2 separate regions of the Mus musculus genome follow, and region 2 is linked to region 1. A link is a contact called in public HiChIP or PLAC-seq data. All regions are on one chromosome and are shown on one strand. The core of a region is the stretch at or near the end of the contact, and the rest is flanking DNA. Distances in the headings are between cores, read along the strand shown.

The links. HiChIP or PLAC-seq counts read pairs in DNA pulled down with a chosen protein or histone mark.
Region 2: a contact with region 1 is called in a FOXA1 HiChIP or PLAC-seq map of pancreatic cancer cells. The contact joins two enhancer-like sites. A contact is called at or near these places in 2 of 115 datasets of contacts at active chromatin or transcription factors (astrocytes and pancreatic cancer cells).

The regions. Positions count from the first base shown.
Region 1 is chr2:27,898,024-27,902,770 of GRCm38.p6, forward strand. The region is part of intron 1 of Col5a1 (collagen, type V, alpha 1); the gene reads left to right. Among named protein-coding and RNA genes, the nearest start is that of Col5a1, 14 kb to the left of the region's middle. Within about 2 kb of position 1,473, at least 9 of the 459 cell types and tissues checked have an H3K27ac peak or open chromatin away from gene starts, as enhancers often do. A contact at or near this core is called in pancreatic cancer cells, where this site is marked.
Region 2 is chr2:27,285,264-27,289,925 of GRCm38.p6, forward strand. Vav2 (vav 2 oncogene) reads right to left here. Exons shown (of 28, transcript NM_009500.2): 12 at 3,343-3,429; 13 at 1,176-1,261; 14 at 370-502. Among named protein-coding and RNA genes, the nearest start is that of Sardh, 40 kb to the left of the region's middle. Within about 2 kb of position 1,933, at least 29 of the 459 cell types and tissues checked have an H3K27ac peak or open chromatin away from gene starts, as enhancers often do. A contact at or near this core is called in pancreatic cancer cells, where this site is marked.

The sequences.
Region 1 (4,747 bases), core at 223-2,722:
CCTCTCCCCACCCTCCTCCCACTTACCCAAGTGTTTCCCTACCTAGTCTATCCTAATGGCATCTTCTAAGCCAGGGCTCTAAATGTGTCCTGCTTGAACCCCCTTTTCATGTGACCCTGGCTCTACAGATATGTAAAATAGGCGCACAAACCAAACATTTACTGATTAGTGTGAGGAAGTTTATTTTAAAACAGTTCTTTGCTATACCTATTATGCCATCTTTTAAAGATAAAAGCAAGTTTGGGTGCTAATTAAATAGGTACATGTATTTATCTTTATATAAAGATTAAATCTTGGCTGAATATTGCCATGGTCAGATGTATAGTGGTCTCCGTGTTTTTCAGAGATGCTCAATGTCTTGATTTTATGATCGTCAGTGCTGAGAATTCAGCCTCGTACAAATGCATAGTACAAGTGGGCAGAGATGGGTTTGGGGCCATTTGATAAATTGTTGGAAATTTCACCCTAATCCCAAGCCAAAATTCATTTAATGATTTTTTGTTTTCACAAACAGAAATCATTTTGTTTTCATGCTCAGATCAGCAGCTCAAATGACAACTTTTGAAAAATCAAACATAGTGGCATAATAAAATTCAAAGATATGCTAATTTGATGCTTGCTCCTGAGGGATGATGGTGGGGAAATATGAAAGCTTGTGTCGTTTGTTTGTGATGAAATCATTATGCTTCTTTAAGAGCAGGAGACATTACATGTAGATGAAGCATTGGTTTCCCGAGGTGCAGCAGTCTGGGCTCCAAGCTGAGGCGTATGTAGTGAGCACCTGTGTCCGCATCCAAGGTCGTAGTGGGGTCACACAATTCACCATAGGTGGCCACTTGCCAGAGAAACCTCAGATTCATGGTACATTTGATTTGAAAATAATTTTTGGTCAGTGCTCATTGAGACACTTGTTGCTGTTGCCAAGCTGTTTCATGACACCCCTCCATATTGTCATGTGGCCCATGAGGTGATACAACCTGTGGTTTAAAGAGCTTGGCTCTAAGACATGAGACATCACCACCCCCACCATCTCCCCATTTCACAGGTGAGAAGACCAAGGCCCACTGAAGCTCTGCAACTGGCAAAGACAGATCTTAAGCTCTTAAGACAATATCTGTGCTCTAGGAATGACTGTCAGCCTGAGGGGTGACATTCAGGCTGGGTGTCAGGGCCAGTAGAGAAGGCTGATTGAAGATAACATTTTCATCTCCACTGAAGGCATTTCCCCCTTTTCTTTGGGGAGGGGTCTCCATCCCTGTGGCAGGGACTAATGAGAGGGTGTGGAGAGAGTGGCAGAATGAGTGTTCCTGTGTGAGTGTGTGTGGTCATCGGGGCTGGGGTTCAGGTTCCTGTCTCCCTGGGCTTCCTGAAGCCCACAGCCCTGGATTCCTGGGTTCTGCTCCGTGTGATCTATCTTTGGAGACCTCTGTGGGTTTGCTCTCCACAGCATCCAGCTGTGAGGAGCCTGTTTGTTTAGGAGTCTGAGTCACGTTTTTTCCATTTTAGTGGGAAGAAGGTCAGATAGTGGGGATTATGGCCAGGTAGGGGCTGTCTGTTCCATCTCAGTTGGCAGCTGATGAAATGAGTGTGGGGGATGCTCTGGGAAAGCCAAACATGAATGGCAAGAGTGGATGGGTTCCTGGGCCTGCCCCCCGCGGCCCTTCCCCTCCCGATAAGCCCGGTGGATGCGGGTGGGGGGTTGAGTCATCAGTTAGAGGGTCCAAGAATCAAGCTGCCACAGCTTAGCAGTAAGCTCAAGGTGGCCAGAGAAGTTAAGTGCGGTGTAGCCCACAGTTAAATCATGAGCCTTTGGAGAAGAAAATTAAAAACTCTGAGAACAATGTCTGGTGACCTGGCTGTCTTAGTGTGCCTCACGGGGCTCTGATCCTATAACTGGTGCTTGCTGTCTAGACCAACTACCTGACCCCCTGGTGTACTTGTGATCTTAGACACTTTGGTCACTCAGTGGACCAGAGTTCTCAGCACACAGTAGCAGAAGGTGGCCTAGGTCTGTGGAGGGGCAGAGACCTGGAACTCAGGTCTCTCTGGCTGTAGTGGGGAAGAGAAAGCATCACCTAGAGGCTGAGGGTGGTATTGCACCTCAGGGCTTCTTGCCTTTTAAAATTGGGTGTGGCTTGGGTAGCCAGTGTGACTCGGTGGAGTCCTCATCCAGGATGATGCCCCATCCTTCATAGGCTTGCGGTGTGGATCTAAGGAGGCAGAGTTGAGGCCATAAAGAACCAGACAGGGCTGTAGTCTGCTGTATCTCATAGTGGACCAGCATGGGGGCATGCCTAGTGAATCCTTTCTGGGACTAGCTGAAAGTAATTTGCAGACTCCAGGGTGTCTGCTGAACAAGAGTATAGCCATTCTGGAGTAGCAGTTGGTGCTGGGAAACCAGGGGAGCCCTGGTCCACGCTGTCCGTGCCATTCTGGGGCAGGCCGCGGTAGTCCTGGCAAGGTAATCTGAACACTGGAGAGCTGGGCTCTCGGGCTAGGTGTCCTGATATCTGCAGGGATGGGGTGCCCAGTGTTTTCCAGGCACACCTAGGGACTGCCCACCAATGTGTGGTGGATCAGAATATCTGGTGTGAGCTCCCACTGCACCGTCCCCTCTTCAGACAGAGGTCCAGACCCAGAGTTGCGCATCACAATTCCCATGGTGATTGGAACCACCCTGGGCCTTTCAGTGATGCCTAGGAAAATAACAGACTTGAAGCTGGCCATGGTGATGGGCATCTGCACTCTAGCGTAATATGTGTGATGTCTCCAGAGAGCCCTGTGGCCCTGCACATAGCTAAGCATGTCTTGTCTCCTTGTGGGGATGAGGTAATTTTTACCTGCTTTTTTTTTTTAATAACCCTAGGCCAGCCTCAGACTTAACTATGTAGCCAAAGATGACCTTGAACTTCCAACCCTTTTACTTCCACATCCCAAGGGTTGTGAGTATAGCTATGTGCTGTTGTAATTTTATGCAGTACCAGAGACTGAACTATGGGCTTTGTACATTTTAGGCAAGCGCTCGCCAACTGAGCTGTGTTCCAAGCTTTGACTTAATTTCTGTGTCCCCTTCACCCCATGTGGTTGCTACCCTGCCCCTGGAAGAACTTTCCAGGTGACTGTGCCCACGAGGAGCCAGCCTGAGGTTGGGTTGACACTCTCCTGGGATCTCTGCCTTCCCTGCAGCTCTCTGCTGACCAGCCAAGCCTGCCATCTCTCAGTATTCATTCCTCAGATGCTGCTTTTAGCCCCAGCTCATCTGATTCCAGGATCTACCATTTCACCCTATAAAAACTCCCAGCCGTGTTTTGCAATGATTTAAATACAGCCTGCTGCTACCCACTCTCTCTGGCTGCTTCTTTCTGTTTGGGCCCTTCCCTTGAACAGTTCCTATTATCTACAACTTTGAGTGTGGGAAGTGAGATTATAAAGGTCTCCTCACTTTAGACACAGGCATGCTCCCAGCCTCCCTCCCGGGGCTAAGACACCAGGCCCCTGCCGTGTGCTCTTTCTGCCTGACTGCTCACGCCTGGTCAATATCATGGCCAGCAGATAAATTCCTTGGCTGAGAGGCAGTCCGACCTCTTTCCAGTCACTTATAAAACTGTTTCCTGGTCTGGCTTCTTGAGTGATGCTGCAGCCAGGACAGAGCCACGCCACCCGGTCTTGGCATCCCACTCTACCTCCTATGCAGCTCTACCCCAGCCTACGTCAGAGTGAGTGCTGGGATGCTCTCACACCCTGCCTGGTTCATGCCTGTTCGGCCATCACCTTCCTTTCCATTTGGACATTTGTACTGGTCCAGGGACACCCTCCATCTGTAGGTGCCAGAGAAGCTGGTTTCTGTTTTCCCTTTCCTGATTCACAGAGTTCTCTACCCATTGACTCTCAAATTTGAACCCCATTTGTGGGCCCCCTCCTATATCCCTCAGTGGTTCATGAGTGCGCTCCTCCCCACATCCTTGGGTAGGAGTTGATGCAGACATGGTGTTGATGGCTGAGTAGCTTCCCTGGCAGGGATTATTCTTGGCCCTCTCCACTCTCACCCTCACAGCTCTGTGGCTTTGCCTCGTCTCTGATCTCATCCCTGGCCTCAGTTCTGAGCTCTTCAAGGGATGGGTACACACAGCTGCCTGCTTGGGTAGGAGCCTGCTGCTGATCTCCCAAACTATTGTTCATCGTGTCTCTGTTGGGCCACAGGTTCAAACCAGAGCCTGTTCTGTGACTCAAGTCCAGAACTATTAGCCATAGGAGAACCTTGTCTGCCGCGTTCCTGAGAATGCTGTATACCTACTAAATGCCCTGCCTGCTCGGCTAAGCCCCAGAATTCAGCTCAGCAGCACCTCTATGGGCACCGGCAATGTCCAAGGCACTGTGTGTGGCTTTGCCAAGGAGTCCTTAAGGAAACCTCTTTCCTGAAGTGTAATGCAGTGAGCTCTATGCACCTGTAATTGGCACACAGCTGGCACAGCTCCAAGGAGAAGAGTGGCATCCTGGCTGGGCCATGGGCTCTTTGAAATCTGAGCTGCATCCTGGAGCTAGTTATGGCAGCACCATGGCTTTGCCCACATGAGGCCTAAACCACGGATGCAGCTCTGATTCTCCTGCCAGCCCAGGAGGGAGGAAGAGTAGACCCCATTTGGGTTCTGTTCCCAGGGGTCACAGGTCAGTCTGGTGAGGATAGCATGAGCAGAGCCAGGGTTCCCACTGAGGGTGACCTCGTGTGTGTGTGTGTGTGTGTGTGTGT
Region 2 (4,662 bases), core at 683-3,182, 610 kb before region 1:
GCCCTACCCCCTAGAACCCACAGCCCCTTTTCCAGCAGTCCTAGTCCACTGGCTTTCAGAGCCTGACAAACCACAAGCCAGCCCCCAGCAAAAGAGACAGAGCAAGAATGGAGCTGTTACAACAGACAATGAAGAACTAGTCAGGTCCACTGAGACTAAAAAGTCAAGGCTGGGAACGAGGCTCTTACTGGTACCCTAAGCATGACCTCCCTTCTGCTTCTAGGAAGCTAGAGTCTTAAGGATGCCTATGACCCACCATGGGAACTACCAGCCAGTCATAATGACAAAGGGAGGCCAGCAGGGGACACCTGATGTGCTGGCCCTGGGGTTAGGACCCTGCACCTGGCCCCTCTCCAGACCCAGACCCACCTTCTTGATGTCCTTGTTGTGCATCGGGTCATCGGTCATCTTGTGGAAGAGCAGCTCAATGACCTCCTTCAGCTCATAGCTGTAGCCCTTCCTCTTGCACACGATGACCACCTTGTCAAATAGGAACAGGTACCTGGCCACATAGGGCACCCAGTGTCAGGACAGCCATGCTCTGTGTGAAGAGCCTATATCCCTGCCTGACTCCTGTCCCTGAGACCACAGCCAGTGTGTTAAACCAAGAGGGCCAAGGCTTGTACAGGCTGCCCTCTCTCCAAGGTGAGACCCTCCTTTCTGTCAGGTCCACATGGCACAATGACTCTCGGTCAGGAAGCCACTGCTCCCATAAAGTCGTCCTGAATGCCACCTTCATGCAGAAGATCCTCGGCCCTCTGTCTTTATCTCCCTTGGAGCACTATTCAAAGGCCACTACCAATTCTCTCCTCTGTGCCCCCAGAACCCAAGTCTGTTGTGACGTTTCCTAGACGGCTGACTTGTCCTGACTCCGCCCACACCTGCCTATCTACTCCCACTGGGCAAGGAGCTCCCCAGAGGCCAGACCTCTCTGTGTCCCAGCTTCGACTCCCAGGCCAGCTCACAGCCCACCACAGGCAGGGCAGTGCCCTTTTGTGGCTATTGCTGTGTGACAGACACAGAGGAATTGTGGAGAGAGGAAAGGAAGTGATTTAAACAGCTGCATGGCGCCTGCCTTGCTGTCCTTCTTCCCACAGGAGGGTCTGTCTCAGGCCTCCTAGGAGTGGGGTCCCCAGGCTAAAGGGGGATGGGGTGCCGAACATCACCCCACTCACCTGTCTTGCTTGGTGTGGTTGACTATGGACCGGACTTTAAGCTCCCCGTCAATCTTTGGCCTCCCAAATTCCTCCAGCTTCACTTGCTGGAAAGGCAAGGACTGTTAGTCCAAGGGTGGACAACCTCTGCATTGCTAGACAGGGAGAAAAGTAGGCATGCCCAGGGCAGGACAGAAAGACCCAGGTGTGATCTAGGAAAATGTGCCTACGGTGACTGGGTAGCCCATGAATGAGCCAAGCCTGTCCCCTCTCAGGGGGCCACAATGGGGACTCCCTTGAGCCCTGGGAACAAAGGGCAATTGATGGTCTGGTCATGCTCACAGGCGGCCCTTGTGTGGAACCCGGAGCTGTAGGAAAAGCCAGAGGTCCAGCCCTAAGAGAGCAAATAAAGCAAGCAAGCAGCACCACTGGACTGAGCGGCAACCACAGGCGGGGTCCAGCCGGGTTCATCCTCCACAGAAAGCAATCTATGCCCAGCCCCGCCACCACTGGCCATCAAGTCTCCATTTCCGCTTCTGCTTGGACTGTGCCTCTCTGTTCTGTTTAATACAGAGAGATCTGCCTTTCCACTGTCCTCTGTATCCTCTTCAAGGGACAAGTCTATTCAGGAGAAGGCAGAGGTCGGGTTCCAGGGGAAGTGGCTATGCCTGTGGGTGGTCACATGGGCCTGGAGGCCTGGTCCCTGTACTCTGTGAAAACTCCTAGGTCTGACTTCAGTATGACAGAGGCTGGCCTTGGCCTGACACAGAGCATGATTCACATCTGCTCGGGGACTCTGCTATGCCCCTTTGTCCCCATCACACAGGACATATAAATCCAGGTGCCTTCTCCTAGAGACAGCACCAAGACTGCATGCAGCTTGGCTGTCATATACCAGAAACACCGAGATCCATGGATCACCGTTCTTTGTGAGATAGGGCCTGGAGTATCCCACACTGGCCTGGATGCTGTGTGGCCAAAGACAACGCTGATCCTCCTGCCTCCGCCTTCCTCCTCCCCTGCCCCCGATGCTGGATTACAGTTAGTGCCCCTGAGTCCAGTTTACTCAGGGCCCTGTGCATGAAAGGCAAGCACTCTGCCAACTAAACCACACTCACATCCCATTCCTTGTCATTTAAAGAGCAAACATGACTCACAACACCAAAGCAAACTCCCCTGTGTTCAAAAGCAGTGTGTTAACTGTGCAGTGATCAGAAAGCAGGGATGACTGGCAAATGGTCTGAACCCCACAAATGTTCATGCTTCAGGTCACACTCATGACACATAAGAATGGGCTGGAGAGATGGCCCAGCGGTTAAGAGGCTCTGAGTTTGATTCCCAGCAACCACATGGTGGCTCACAACCATCTGTCCCGGGTCTGACGCCCTCTTCTGGCGTGCAAGCACACATGTAGACAGAGCACTCATCAGACACTGCTTGGCAGTTCTCCTTGCCCTCTGATGAGCCAGCCAGCTCTGTAGAGGGTTCCTCTGGAGATGAAGATGGGTATGCCAGCCTAGATATCGGGCTTCCAGGTTTCTACTTCGCCAAGCTCTCCAGGAAAATCTCCAAGAAGAGGGGATGTTTGAGCGGGGAAAAAAATCAATGGTTCAATATCAAAATGACTCTGGGAATCAGACGGCATTTGGAGGAGCAGTCATCACTTGGGGTTGAGGGCGCTATTAGCATCCGATGGGTGGGGGCAAGGGCGTGCTTAAGGTCTCCTATTGCAGAACACCCCAACACAGAGAGACCTAGACCCAACATGGGGCCAAGCAGGGCTGAGTCCAGGAACAGCTCATCTCTTCTCCCCGGAGTATGCCTGAGAGAGGGCCAACCCTGACTGACAGCCCCCAGTCTGATTCCTAGACAAGGGGCAAGCTGAGGGCCAGCTCTCAGGTTGAGATGACCGTGGCCCCACCCCCAAGCCGAACCCTGCCCACTGCCCACCCTGAGGACAGGGAAACAGGAGGGCCACAGAGCAGACGAAGCGTCCTGCCTCTGGTCGCCACAGCCTGGGGTTCAGGCTGGGAAGGGAGAAAGAGAGCCAGGCTGTCAATAGGACATCCATCTCCTGAGCCCTACACGTGGATGACCTCATCCGCACAGTAGGTAGAACTGGATGAAGGCTGATACTGCCCGACCTCCCTCCTACTCCCGGCAGGCTTCGCAGGCAGCCACGGCTTACCAGGTTTTCTATGGAGCACTGGAACTCGCTAATCTTCTTCAAGGTCTCCTTGTCCCGCTTCACTTCATTGATGTACATGGCCAAGTCCTGGAAATCAAGACAGGATCAGGGCACTGAGTCACACACGGGGTGACCTCCCAGCCCCTTCCTAGCCCAGCTGGTCATTCCACACTCTTCCTCCATCTTGCCTGGGGCCACTCCAACTCTGGGCTATGGGAGTAAAAACCACCACACACAGGGAACCAGGAAGGAATAAGGTGAAGAACACAACATTTGAACCCAGAGTACACACTATGCTGAAGAGGGTGCTGGGAACCCCCAAATCCAGGTTCCCCTCACTCAGAAGGCCTTCTGTGTCAGAATGGAGATGCAGCCCAGCATGGATAAGCCACAGTGGGTCACACACAGCCACTGTTTAGACCTTTCTGCTCTCACGAAGCCCCTGTCCCACCTTCCCTGAAGAGCCTGGGTATTCTGTAAGTGGCTGGGGGAGATGGAGTGGGGGGAAGGTATGAGCCCTACATAGTACTGCAATCCTCTAGTCAGTCACCAGGGGGCAGTGCTCACTTTGCTTCAGAAAGTTTGAAATGGTCTGGAAGCAATGCCCAGGGGCGGCTGGGACAGAACAGCAGGGATCCTACCCAGAAAGCAGAGCAGAGAGGAAATCCCCGGCACACAAAAGCCAGACCCACATCCTGGAGCCAGTTCCTACCTCCCTTATGGCCTCTCTTGCTTCTGGGATCACTTCAAGGGCCAGCCTACAAACCTTGCTACTGGCAGCTCCCTACCAGAAGCCACAGTTTATAAAGGGTGGGTTTTGTTCTAAATCAACAGCAGCGACAGATCTGAGCGTGTGTGGCCCTGTGCACCCTGGCAGGAGTCACAGAAGTGCACGTCTGGGAAGGAGATTCCCACAGAGACAGTAGAGCTCCGGAGGCAAAGCAGCCAGCTAACAGAGTTGCATGGAGTGTGTACTGCAACCCTGAGGAAAGCTTAGCTCCAGGGCAGTGACAGCCCAGACACTGGCTGGATGAATGGTTTTCTGCTTTGCATTGGGGACATTAAAGGCTTTTAGATTCCCTGCTGTATTAGTTTTCACTGAGGGCACTTCAGTTAGAGAACTGCATTGATCACACGGTCTTGTGTGGCCATGTCTGAGAGATTGTCCTGACTGACGATGGAGGAGAGAGGGAACTGCCCACTGGAGGTGGCGCCAATCCTAGGCTATAGAAGAGAGCTAGCTAAGCGCTCCAGAAAGTGAGACAGTAAGCAGCCTTCTTCCATGGTTTCTGCCTTGAATTCTTTCCCTGATTTCCCTTC